2 separate regions of the Capsicum annuum genome follow, and region 2 is linked to region 1. The links are chromatin contacts, called in public Hi-C maps. All regions are on one chromosome and are shown on one strand. The core of a region is the stretch at or near the end of the contact, and the rest is flanking DNA. Distances in the headings are between cores, read along the strand shown.

Region 1 (6,542 bases), core at 3,364-5,863:
AAGGAAAGTCCGTGAATTCGGACGACTTGGCCTTAATCGTTTCTGTTTCATCTTTATTTTCTGAAAAATAAATACACCTCTTGGAAAGGTCTTTTTTGATCTTGTGTTGAGAGCGTTTAATACTTCATTGTGTTCTTGTTCATACTTGAACTCAAGTTGAAGTTATTGTTCTGTGATACAGATTCTACGTACCCGTATTGTGGAAAATAACAAGAGGTATAATGTGTTAGTTGCTACTGATGTTGCTAGTCGTGGGATTGATATACCTGGTGTGGCACATGTGATCAACTACGATATGCCAAACAACATTGAAGCATACACCCATCGTATTGGACGTACAGGACGTGCAGGAAAAACAGGTGTAGCCACAACATTCTTGACCATGCAGGATACTGAAGTCTTTTATGATCTTAAACAAATGCTCACACAAAGCAACAGTCCTGTTCCCCCAGAACTTGCCAGGCACGAGGCTTCGAAGTTTAAGCCAGAAGTGTTCCTAACAGACCACCTAGGCCAAATGATATTAAATTTGTTCATTAAAATTGGAATTCATGCATATTTTATCATAGATGCTGTGAGTAAAGAGTTTATATATGGTATCTGCTGAAAGATGGAGCTAGGTAGGGATGATGGAGTTGGTAGATATGGAGGAGGATTCTTACATAGTGGCAGTGGTAAACACATAACCAGTTATTTTTATAAATATTTTACATTCTATTATTAATAGCTTATATGTTGTTAATTTTCCTGAAGGCATTGCCACTTGGATTGCCGGCAACTGAGCTCTATACTTGAGGTCTTTCTGTGAACATCTACTCTCTTGTTTGTTATATTTCCTTAAACATTGCCGTATCTTTTGATACTGTCTGCATAGTTTTGGGTTTCCTTATATTACTGTTATACTTTACTCTTAGGTACTGTGCGCTTAGTTTTGATTGTGATTATATGACAATAACAACATACCCAGTGTAATCCCACAATGTGGGGTCTGGGGAGGATAGTGTTCACGCAGACCTTACCCCTACCTTGGAAGGTAGAAAGGCTGTTTCTGCATAGATCCTCGGCTCAAGGAAAACTGATTGTGATTTTATGATGCTGAGAGTTTCACTGTGCTGGTAAGAATTTTCTTTACCTAGTGTTCTCCTAAACTTTTTTTACTAAAAAAAAAAAAGGAACAGATCAATGGTAGTTTACCTCAGTAAGCCATGGCACTCCACTAGGGTGGGGTGGGGTGGTTTGCAGGACCATTCATATGTAACGATCAACGGGACGAAGCAAAGCATTCAGCTTGAGGCTTCATGCATAGAAAATGTGGATTTAGTTATATGAGATCTGCTTGCATTGCGCACTTACCACGTAGAAGATATGCATTACTCACTTGATGGTGAAACTTATCAAGTATAATTATCTTTTTTTATATGAAGGCAATCTGAGGCCCATTGTAACATTGGTACTTGTAGCATTGATTATATTGCCACTATGTAAATAAGTGAATGATTTTATGACCACTAGCCCCTTCCCTAAATTTGAGTGCTAGTAAATATGAACATCTGTATTTAAATTTTAAGTCCATGCAGAATTCGAAAGCTTTTGAAGTAAGCCGGAGATTCAGGTTTTGGAATTTGCTTCGGTATCCTAGTTATCAACTGGAATACTTTATCAAGATTTAATATTATATGATTTGTACTGATTGAACTATTTGAGACCTAAGTCTTAAAAGAATCTAGATTATGAAACTTTTTCCTTCACTGCGCTCCTTTGAAAAGCTTATTTACTGGAGTGATTTTCTTCCTGTTCGCAACAACAGAGATAAGTTCCTACTTTGTATCCTTGAAAATTCTTAAAAAATAGAGAGAGGAAAAGAAGGAAGTGGTGTAAAAAGTAAGAAAATGGTGGAGAATTACATCTGTGGTAAAACTTGTAAGACACTAGATAAAGGTCTTGAGGCAACAAACTCGAGTTGCCGGCTCTTGTTGGAATTTCGGAAAATTGGAGAAGATGAGTTGCATTACACTAACAGAATGGGGGGAAAACATGGCAATAGGTTGATGTGTGTATTTGTATGCATGTGTATATAATATTCCAGATTTAGAATTTTGATCAGCTTCATTTGAAGATGTAGAAATATTTCTAAATAGAGATCAATGACTAAGCAAAGTAATGAGCAGAAAGGCTAGGGTCACCTAAGGGTGTGGCTAATGGTCAATGAAGTGGGAGGAGAACCATGCCTGGTGGACAGAGTTACCCGACAACCGTACTGGTGGAATGGTGTGTGTGTGTGCCAGCTGGTACAAACACTGCCGTCATAAAAATGAAAAAAGGGGATATATACACCGATGGAATAAATACCCATGGCCTGGCTATAATTATATAGAAAATCACTGTGGTGTACCAAGTGTTAGTTCCATGCAGGTAGACTGTCTTTAGGGATTTAGTGAGAAGTTTAGGTTCAGAATATTGAAGAAAATGGATCGTCCTAGAAAAACAACACGCTTCTCATGATGTCATCAAGTAGTTAAGACTAGTTTTTATCCTTTTCTAAGTTGGGAGGATTTGAGAGTTGTTGCATGCTTTCTTGACTATGAGCATTATGTGTGTTTATATAATCAAAATGAGTCTTCTAATTTAAGGAGAATTTTATCTAGAAGTACTTGTTCAAAGTGGTTGTTTTACACAGATGCATCACAAGGCTAAATAAAGAGTTTGCAAGGCTGGTCAGTCCAGCCTAAGAATGGGTTGCAAGTCCAGTAGGCTCGAGTGATTGCAGGACATGCTTTAGTCTTTTGTTTTGGTCCAACTTCCAAATGATCTATAGTTTTCAGCTTATTTCATTCTATCAATACAACAAGGCCCTTGAGCAGCTTGTAAAGATGGAAATGACTTTTGAGCCAACAGTATTAGTGCATCAGGTGTGTACATACAATTCCCCGTAATAATCATAGAGAGGGATGTCACTGTTGCAGGATGCACCGCCAAATACGCTTGGGAGAGAGAACAGCCATCCTTTTTAATGGTCATATTTGGAGTCACTATTCCTTATGCACCACAGGTGAACTACTTATTTTAACTGGACAGTACCTGGGGAAACATCGGATTATGCATGAGAAATGTGGTTTTACATGGTTGAATTAGTTTTAGGGAGGAAGGAGAAGATGTTGGCACATGTAAAACCTAACTTCTGCTTCCATATTATTATATAATGTGAAATGCAGGTAAAATCTACTTATTGCACTTAGTTACTGTCGAAGTACCTTCTCGTTGTAATAAAGAAAAACAATGTGACATTGGGTTAATATCTTGTGTATGATTATGCAGCAAAGATTGGAGCTTGGGATTGATATCCTGTAGAATATACACAATTAAAGGAACAGGCATGAACTTCTTTAGCTCCTCAGAGTTGTCCAAAATACTTTTTAATAACATTACATTTATGCTCTTTAATAACATTTTTTTGGGTCGGGGGTCTATCGGAAACAACCTCTCTACTTCATCTGAGGTAGTGGTAGTGGTATGGACTGCGTACACTTTACCCTCCCCAAACCCCACTTTGTAGGAATACACTGGTTTGCAATGTTTCTATCTTTATGTATGTGAGCATTCTGACACCGTGCATATATGATTGCTAGCTAGGTTGGCCTTGTAAATAATTCTTGTTTACTCTTAAATGTTACTTCATTGTAAAAAACAATTCTTGTTTGCTCTTTGTATTGGGAATTGGTGGTGGTGTTGCTGTAAACAAATGTTGGATAATCTTTGTTGATTTGCTTCTTATGTGAATCATGTTTGTGATTTTCTAGTATGTTCTATATCCTCTTATTGGCGCTAGTAGACTTGTGCTTTCTTGCAGGCTTCCACTGGGATTTTTATATTGGCTGTTGGAAGAGGTACTCTTTTGTCTATTACTTGGTTTTTAAGAATGAAGCAACATGGTTGGATTTAATGATAACATGCTCTGGTAATGTAAATAATAGTCATGGGTCACGTCACTTGCTTTTATTTTGATGAATGTATAAAAAATGTTAAATCTCTTTGCTGTAGAACTTTTAAGATTCTGTAATAGGTTTTATTATCTTATTCAAAAACTAAAGGCAATCCGGGTGGAAATCTGCATCTGTTAGAGAGGAACTCTTCTTTTGCGTCACTAAAAGCAAATTATATTTGGTTCTGATTAATGGACCGATTAACTGATCTGGCATTATATTTAGGCCCTTGTAGTGACAGTTTCATTTGCCATCTTACTTTATTTAGTGCCTGTCATGCATTATTCTATTCTAGTTGTGATAGAACGGAACTTAAGCTTTAGAAAGTTCAACTTCAGAAGCGGAGATAAATACTGCATCCGCAACCATCATGTGAAAGTCGGTGACTGAGAGAACATTTTAGCATGACAATACTGTTTCAACAATTTTTAGGTTGCAATAATTGATCAAACTTAGTGAGAATACAGGCTACAGCCCATTTCTCTTGCTCGGCCATACACGGAGGGAGGAGGTACTCCTTTACTCCTGTATTTACTTTTTGCTCAGACTTGACATAAGAAATACTACTTATTAGTTGCCTATACTACTAATTACCCTGTCAAGGTCCTGTAGCATGCAATGAACCACATTAATGTACTCTCTTTTAAACATTTTTCCATTTAGAGTGACAACCCCAAGTCTGAAGTGCAAAATGAGAAAAGAGGAGGTTGATGGCACATAACTATATGTTTAGAGCAGAATGGTTTGAGTGTAATTCGATGCAGTTTTACTTGCAACAAGTTTCTGTTTTTAATGCACTGCTCTCGGTTTGCTTTGTACAGCATCATATCTGGTACCAATTGGAGGTGCTTTTAAGGCATCTAGTTTAGCTTTCTTGTCCACTTCACCAATCGCTTTGAAGTTAAAAGCTAGCCTCCAACGAAATAATTCCATTTGTACATCTTTTAGTGGATTGCCCTCATATGTCAATCGTTGAGGATGAACTCTTTATCTGAAACATTTTTAGGACCGACATGCTACTACAACAACAACAGGCCCAGTGTATTCCCACAGAGTGGGGTCTGGGGAGGGTAAAATGTACGCAGTCCATACCGCTACCTCCGAGGAATTAGAGAGGTTGTTTCTGATAGACCCCGGGCTCAAGATATAGAATAATATACCAAGGTAGCATAACAAAAATCAAAGGTAAGAAATAGTAACACTAGATATCCAAGAAAAGGAAATAAGAGAAAAAAGAACAAACAAAATAAGAAATAAGAAAAATGAATACCCATGTAGTAGTAACACACACTCACCGACCAAAGACACCTACCACACCCAACTCTCCTAACACCTAACCATAACCGACCCACTCACACTAGCCTTCTACCCTAATCCGTGACCTCCACACCTTCCTGTCTTGGGTTATGTCCTCAGTAAGCTAAAACAACTCCATGTCATGCCTAATCACCTCCCTCCAGTATTTCTTTGGTCTACCTCTACTCCTCCTGAAGCCATCCAAAGCTAACCTTTCACACCGCCGAACTGGGGCATCTGTGCCCCTCCTCATCACATGTCCAAACCATCTCAACCTTCCTTCTCGTATCTTATCCTCCACCGAAGCCACTCTCACCTTCTCTCGGATAGTCTCATTCCGAACTTTATCCCCTCTAGTCAGGCCACACATCCAACGCAACATTCTCATTTCCGCCACCTTCAATCTTTGAATATGTGAGTTCTTGACTGACCAACACTCCGCTCCATACAACATGGCCGGACGGACTGCCACTCTGTAGAATTTGCCTTTAAGTTTAAGGGGCACCTTCTTATCACACAACACTCCCGGCCGACGTGCTACTATATATTATATATATCAAGAAGCTGAACTTCTTATGTAATGCTTTTCTACTTTATGTAAAATGTGATGACCTCTCATCAATCTTTTTGTCATAGCTAACATGTGTCATCTTAATGTTTAGATCGTCGGATGGGAGTAAACTATGGAAACAAGCAATGAAACAGAAAATAAAACGTACATTTTCAGTAGGTGGAGACGAAGTCAACTGTGAACTGTTTTGCTATGCATAACTGGTAAGGACTCATCAACCATTTTTATTTAGTTTTAAGCCATTTTACCTCAACTCAACACATAAATCTATCAACTAAGAATGTAAGACGATGCCTTTCCAGTTGTTTTGCCATTGATATGTTGGTCTCCGCTTTGGGCCAAGTTTACACGGTTTTTCCCCAAAGTCTTCATACCATTGAGAGATCCTACATTTTATATGTAGTTGCTCATTCTTTTCAGCTAGCAATGTGGACTTTTGTTCATACTTCCAACAATCTCCCCCTCGAACTAGGTTCCACATTGCCCATCACCACGATTCACGAGATGTCGTGATTCATTGTGTGCTGCCCCTATTGTCTTGAGTATTTTATGACAATCAAAGCTTGCTACTAGATTTTTAAGTTCCACGTGGCCAAACATCACGATTCACGGGTTGTCGAGATTCATTGTATGTCACCCACATCGTCCAAATATTTTATGACAATCGAAGCTCGTAACTAGCTTCTTCTTTTGTG
Region 2 (6,247 bases), core at 3,370-5,869, 77 kb after region 1:
ATCGTAAAACTTTTAAAACAACATAGAATTAAGTCCTTATCATATTATGAAATGAACGAAAAATTCGAAACACCTCATCTTTACCTTTCATCAAATAAACCCTAGTCATACGTATACAATTATCTACAAATATCACAAATCATCTAATACCCGAAAAAACTAAGATAGGTGTTGGACCCTAAGCATCAGAGTGAATTAACATAAATGGTTTTTCATATTTATTCAAACTTATTGGATATGAAACACGATAAATCTTAGCAAGAATACAATCTTCACATTTGAACTTTGTTTCATCTAAATTTAAGAACAAACTTGGAAATAATCGCCTTAAATAAGGAAAAGATGGATGTCCTAGCCTGCGATGCCACAACCATATCTGTTTTTCCTTGTTACTCATTCCCTGGGCTACATTTGTCAAGCCACAGTTATAATCATCCATGTAACATAGGCCTCCTCGCTTAGTACCAGGATCAATAATCTCCTTAGTGGGAATATCCTGAAATAGACAAAACTTTGGATATATTAGTGCACAAAAGTTCAAGTTCTCTGTCATTTGACCCACAGATAATAATTTATTGGAGAGAGAGAACACAAGTAAAGTATTTTGTAAAGAGAGATTTAGTGCTAGTATCACTCCTCCAGCCCTTCCAACAGGATATATCACTCCATTTGCATTAACTATGCATGCGCATCTAGGTTGAGTTGAGTCTACTAAATCACGAGAATCAAAGGTCATATGGTCGGTTTCCCTTGAATCAATAATCCAACCATGATTACCTAAATCATTATGAGCCATAGAATTGTTGACACTTGCAGGTGAAGTATTCTCAAGTTGTGATATTAGCGTCAATGATTCAGCTCTTTTTGAGTTATCTCCAGTGTTTTCCAATGATGCTTTATCAACCTCCTTCTTCCTTTTTTTTTTCTGTTCATACCACCATTCTGGAGGCCCATTCAATTGGAAACATATTTCAATTGTATGTTTAGGGTTTCCACAGTGTGTGCAACCACCTCTTCCTTCTTATTGCTTTTGTTTTGATGTGTTATTCTTGCCATTGATCATTAGTTGAAGAGAGACTTGTCATTGAGATCCTTGTCCTGCCCTTGAAATCACAGTTGCACTACTCATGTCCTTATCTTTAGTCAATATTACAGATTGCCTCAGGTCTTCTCGCCGAACAAGTGCATATGCTTCCTCTACAGTAGGAAATAACTTGAGTTGCAATAGATCGCCTCTGATTTTATCAAGTCTGTCATCAAATCCATCAAGAAAAGTATATACTCTATCTTCATATAATATAGAAATATACTTTTCAATGTCAGATTGACATTTCATTGGATTTGGTCGACGAAAATTGATTTCTCTCCACAAGCCTTGAAGATGTTTGAAATACGTCTCAATAGATTCCCCTCCTTGCTTCAAATTCATCACTTTTCTCTTCAAATCATAAACTTAAGAAGTGTCGCCTCCATCAAAATATGTTATGGCAATAGCATCCCAAACTGCTTTTACTGTTGGAAATCGGATGTAATTTCCAATTAACTTGGTATCCATCGAGTTGATTAACCACCATCGAGTTGATTAACCAACTCTTCACCAGTGCATTTTCTGTTCTCTATTTTCTGAATATGGAATTTGTTTCTTCTGGTGGTTGAAGATCTTCATTAATATATCCCAATTTGTCTTTTTCAGATATGTACATCTCTACAACCTGGGACTAAATCGCATAGTTAGTACCATCTAGTTTGATACCCTGTGGAACAACAAGAGCTTCATAGCTTGTTGTAGTTGATGTATTGCCCATTAATGTGATAATTTTGATGTTAGTTCAGAAAACAGGAAACTCTCAAACCCAACACCGGACCTCCCAGTCGTTGGAGTAGTTTCCCTCATAATCTAACTTCTATCCTGCTTCCACTTTTTTTTCAATCTCTCTCTATATTACTTGCCCTTTCTCACGGATTCGAACCATGCTCTAATGCCATGATAAAAATCAAACACAGTAAAAAAATTATTTTTCTATTAACTTCAGTCTATTTCAATGATTACGAGGCTGCAACTTTATACAAAAAGAAAAGAGATCTAAATGGTAAGATTATATACAATAATCAATACAAACACCTAAATGGAAAGATAATCAACATTAATGAAAATAGAATAAAAATAATTTAGGCTCCAATCCCACCAATCACTCATTTTACTTCCTGAATTAGCTCACTGTACAGCTCATTGCAACATAATTAACAACTCAAAATATGTAAAACTATATGTAAAAAATTCGATTGACTCTCTAAATTTCTTAAGTGTCACATAAATTGAGATAGAGAGAGCAACATATATTATTTGAAAATTATGTAAAAATCAAATAAATTACAATAATTAACAACTTAAAATATTTAAAGACCATAAAAAACGTGTATAAATTATAGAGAAAAGGATAAAAAATACTCCTCTACTTTCATAAATTGGCTAAGTTTGCCCCTGGTTAAACTATGGGGTCAACTATGCCCTTGCCGTTACCAAAGTATGCAAATATACCCCTCTTTTTAACTGTTTTCCATGTAGCCTAATAAATGTGTGAGGTGGACACCACGTGGCATGCCAACTTAGTGCCAAATATTTATATTTTTTTCATTTAATTTTTCTTTCTTTCTTCACAATTATTCATTCTATTTATCGTTCCATTTTTTCTCAGTTTTCTATACCATGTTTCACATTGCTTTTTGCCTACTCTGTCGTTATTCTTGTTTTTTTCCATAGTTATTGCTCTAATAGATGCCTTTCCATTGTGGTATAGACGTTGCCTTGCACACCTCAGTTTGATTGCAGAGAGAATAAATCTCATGGCTTCCACCACTACCTCACTCACACTGCGTACTCTCTCACCCCGTTGTCTGCTAAATGCAAACACAAATCCTCCTACAAAGAAGACGTCGATGGCTCTCCCAGGTCGGAGGCAATTAATCTCTCTAGTAGCAGCGACAACAATACTAAAAGCACTGGAAATGCCGTCAAAAGCTGAGGATATTGGCCTCTTTGGATTGCGAAAGAAGCTTAAGAAAGTAGAAGAGGAGGCAGAAGAATTAGTGAAGGAAGGATTCGAGGCAGCAGATAAAGGAATCGTAGCAGCAAAGAAGGGAATCGTAGCAGTAAAGAAGGGAATTGAAGTGGCGGAGAAAGGATTGGTGAATGTTGAGAAGGGGATTGAAGCAGCAGTGGAGAAAATCGAGAGTACCGTGAGTTTTGGTGGGTTAGCACAAGATGGAGTTGTGACTGAAGGTGAATTAGTTGGGAGTTTTGGTTGCTGGAGCTGTTAATGGTATTTTAGGACCTGAATGCAATGTGAAACATGGTATAGAAAACTGAAAAAAAATGGGAACAGTAAATAGAATGAATAATTGTGAAGAAGAAAAGAAAAATTAAATGAAAAAAATATAATAAATATTTGGCGCTGAGTTGACATGCCACGTGACATTCACCTCACGCACTTATTAGCCTACATGAAAAATAGTTAAAAAGAGGGATATATTTACAAACTTTGATAACGGCAGGGGCATAGTTGACCTCATCGTTTAATCAGGGGCAAACTTAGCCAATTTATGAGAGGGATATTTTTGACCCTTTTTCCTAAATTATATATAAAATTTGGTTGACTCTCTAAATTACATTAGTGACATATAAATTCAAATAATGAAACTAACATGTATCGCCTAAAAATTATATAAAAAGTATTGTATATCATTAAAACTTTAAAATATTTAAAGATCGTACAAAAAATTTAATTGACTTTCTAAAATTTATCTATATCATATTAAATTGAAACAGAAAAATAGCATATATTGGGTGCGTGTTTTCAGGGGCTTTGTGTCCAAGTATATATAGTACTAACTTATATATGTCGGTGATGCTTCCAAATCAAGGTGTGACAATAGATTAAAAAAAGGAAATGAATTAGTTAATAATTGTAATGAATAAAATATGAGCTAACTGTTTAGATGCAAACTCACGACCAGCCCCACCTCCAAAGGATGACTCCATTTTAAAATTGCTAGAAAGGGAATTGTAGGTTTCTTTTTCTTTACTAATCTATTGAAGGAAGATTATTCTGTTTTACTGGACGTTTGAACTTAGGAATTGGGATGTCTATGCGTAGAATGCCTTCTTGATTCTAGTAGCTATTTTATAACGCGTCTTCCCTTTTTAATAGTTCCTTCTTTTCAATTGTTTATCTAATTTTACTTCCTTCCTTTCAATTATTTATCTAATTTTAACTTGAAACGATATTTTAAGAAAATTTTAAAATTTTATAATATTAAACTAAATATATATAAAATATATCAAAATATATTTAATCATTTAATCTTAAATATATCATTTAAAAAAATAAAATTAAAAGTTATCAAAAAAAGATACAAAAAATATTCCTTTTAAAAAGTTTTGTCGGAGGGAGTAATAAAATAATGGCATGCATATCAGGGAGGGACGTATTATTAAAAGCAAATGACTTTCCTATTAGTGCTCAGAATTATCACTTCATCTTCACTGATCATCGACTTCATCGGTCCTAAAACCTTAGTTTTGTTCTTTCCAATTCATAATGAATCAAAAGGATCAACATAAATGGGAACTGCCATATATTGGCGATTCCGTATCCAGGGAGGGGCCACATCAATCCTTTGATGAATCTATGCAAGCTCATTGCTACAACCACACCAAATCTTCAACTGGTGATCACTTTTATTGTAACCGAAGAGTGGTTCAGCTTTTTGAAATCAGAGCCAAAATCAGATAATATCCAATTTCGTACTATCCCAAATGTAATTCCATCAGAAAAGGATCGAAGCAGAGATTTATTGGGCTTTGTAGAAGCCGTGTTTACTAAGATGAAAGCTCTTGTTGATAGTATACTTTAACAGACTGCAAAAGCCCAATGTGATTATAGCTGATTCGTTATTGCCGTGGGTAGTCCATATTCGAGAGCGGAGGAATATTCCGATGGCTTCATTTTGGACCATGTCTGCCACTATTTTTTCCATCCTTTATCACACCACCAATTGTTTGTTGCTAAAGGACATTTTGAAGCCGATTTGAAAGGTACTACTTGTCTTTTTTCTTTTTGGCTACAATTTGCAGTTTTAGTTGTTCATAAGATTTTTGGAATAAGAATATTAATATCTTGATAAAAATTAGAATTAACTTTATCTCGTTAATGTGAGGTGTTAGTAGCTAATTTTGTGATTACGTTACACCACTATTTATACTAAAATAGTGATAAAAAATTATCCGATCTCATATACCGAACAACCACTTAATAGTTTGATATGAGTAGAAACATACTCTGGTAAGTAATATTTTGAATTTACGTGCTCTCGTGACTAAAAGAGACAAGAATACTATTTTTGATTAATTATTTATACATATTAAACATATTTGTAGCAAACATATAACCCAGTTTGATTTTAACCAAAACAAACATGAAATTTATGAAATACTAGCTTTCAGAGGTTGTCGCCTAAAGCAAAATGCGATCATTTTGGACTCTGACTAAATTTTGAACATTCTTCTGAGTACCGAAGGGCAAACAGGAGTTCCAGCTGTCGGCAAAGTCAAAGATTGTAAAAATATGGAAGGATTAAATTTGCTCAGATATCACACATGGAGAGACAATTTCGTTCATTTCAAGATAACTTTATTTTTTGGTAAACCAGAAGATATATTAAGTAGTGAAAAGGTACAAAAGGTGGGGGAGGGGATCTTAGTCTGGCTCCAGTTCAAAGATAGGGGGTGTACGCCCATTCAAGTTGGAGTTACAAGTTTTTCTATAAAAATTTTTCCCACATTTATCGTCCTAAACTGCATGGACTACAAAAGGAGGGGCGGTGGGGGGAACAAAAATTCTGCATTTTCCAGCAAAAGCTTGCTTGGCTCCTTCCTTTGCAAGGATGTCAGCAACCCTATTCTCCTCCCTGTAATTGTGGCAAACGGTAGGACCTTCTAGCCTTCGGAGTAGTGACCTGCAAAGATGGATAATAGGGTTAAAAAGTGAATTCCTATGTTGAAGCATATTAATTATAACCTCAGAGTCATTGTTGATAATAATGGGCCGCAGATTTGGATCTACAGTGAGTTGCAACCCTTGTTTGAGAGTCATGTTTGAAGCTTGACCTAAACTTTGAGTAAACCTAAGCATCCAATCTCCATTAAAGTTATGAATTACACCCTCAATGCCACCCTTACCCGGGTTGC

What was found. A called contact is a pair of places that touch in the nucleus more often than the background predicts.
Region 2: a contact with region 1 is called in a Hi-C map of leaf, with 3 times the contacts expected there. The contact joins two enhancer-like sites. A contact is called at or near these places in 2 of 5 Hi-C or Micro-C datasets (bud and leaf).

What each region holds. Positions count from the first base shown.
Region 1 is chr2:103,848,893-103,855,434 of UCD10Xv1.1, forward strand. It overlaps the pseudogene LOC107858861. Among protein-coding and RNA genes, the nearest start is that of LOC107858862, 63 kb to the right of the region's middle. Within about 2 kb of position 4,614, at least 2 of the 5 cell types and tissues checked have an H3K27ac peak or open chromatin away from gene starts, as enhancers often do. A contact at or near this core is called in leaf, where this site is marked.
Region 2 is chr2:103,925,597-103,931,843 of UCD10Xv1.1, forward strand. LOC107858864 (a long non-coding RNA gene) reads right to left here. Exons shown (of 2, transcript XR_001671261.2): 2 at 5,669-6,015. Among protein-coding and RNA genes, the nearest start is that of LOC107858862, 14 kb to the left of the region's middle. Within about 2 kb of position 4,620, at least 4 of the 5 cell types and tissues checked have an H3K27ac peak or open chromatin away from gene starts, as enhancers often do. A contact at or near this core is called in leaf, where this site is marked.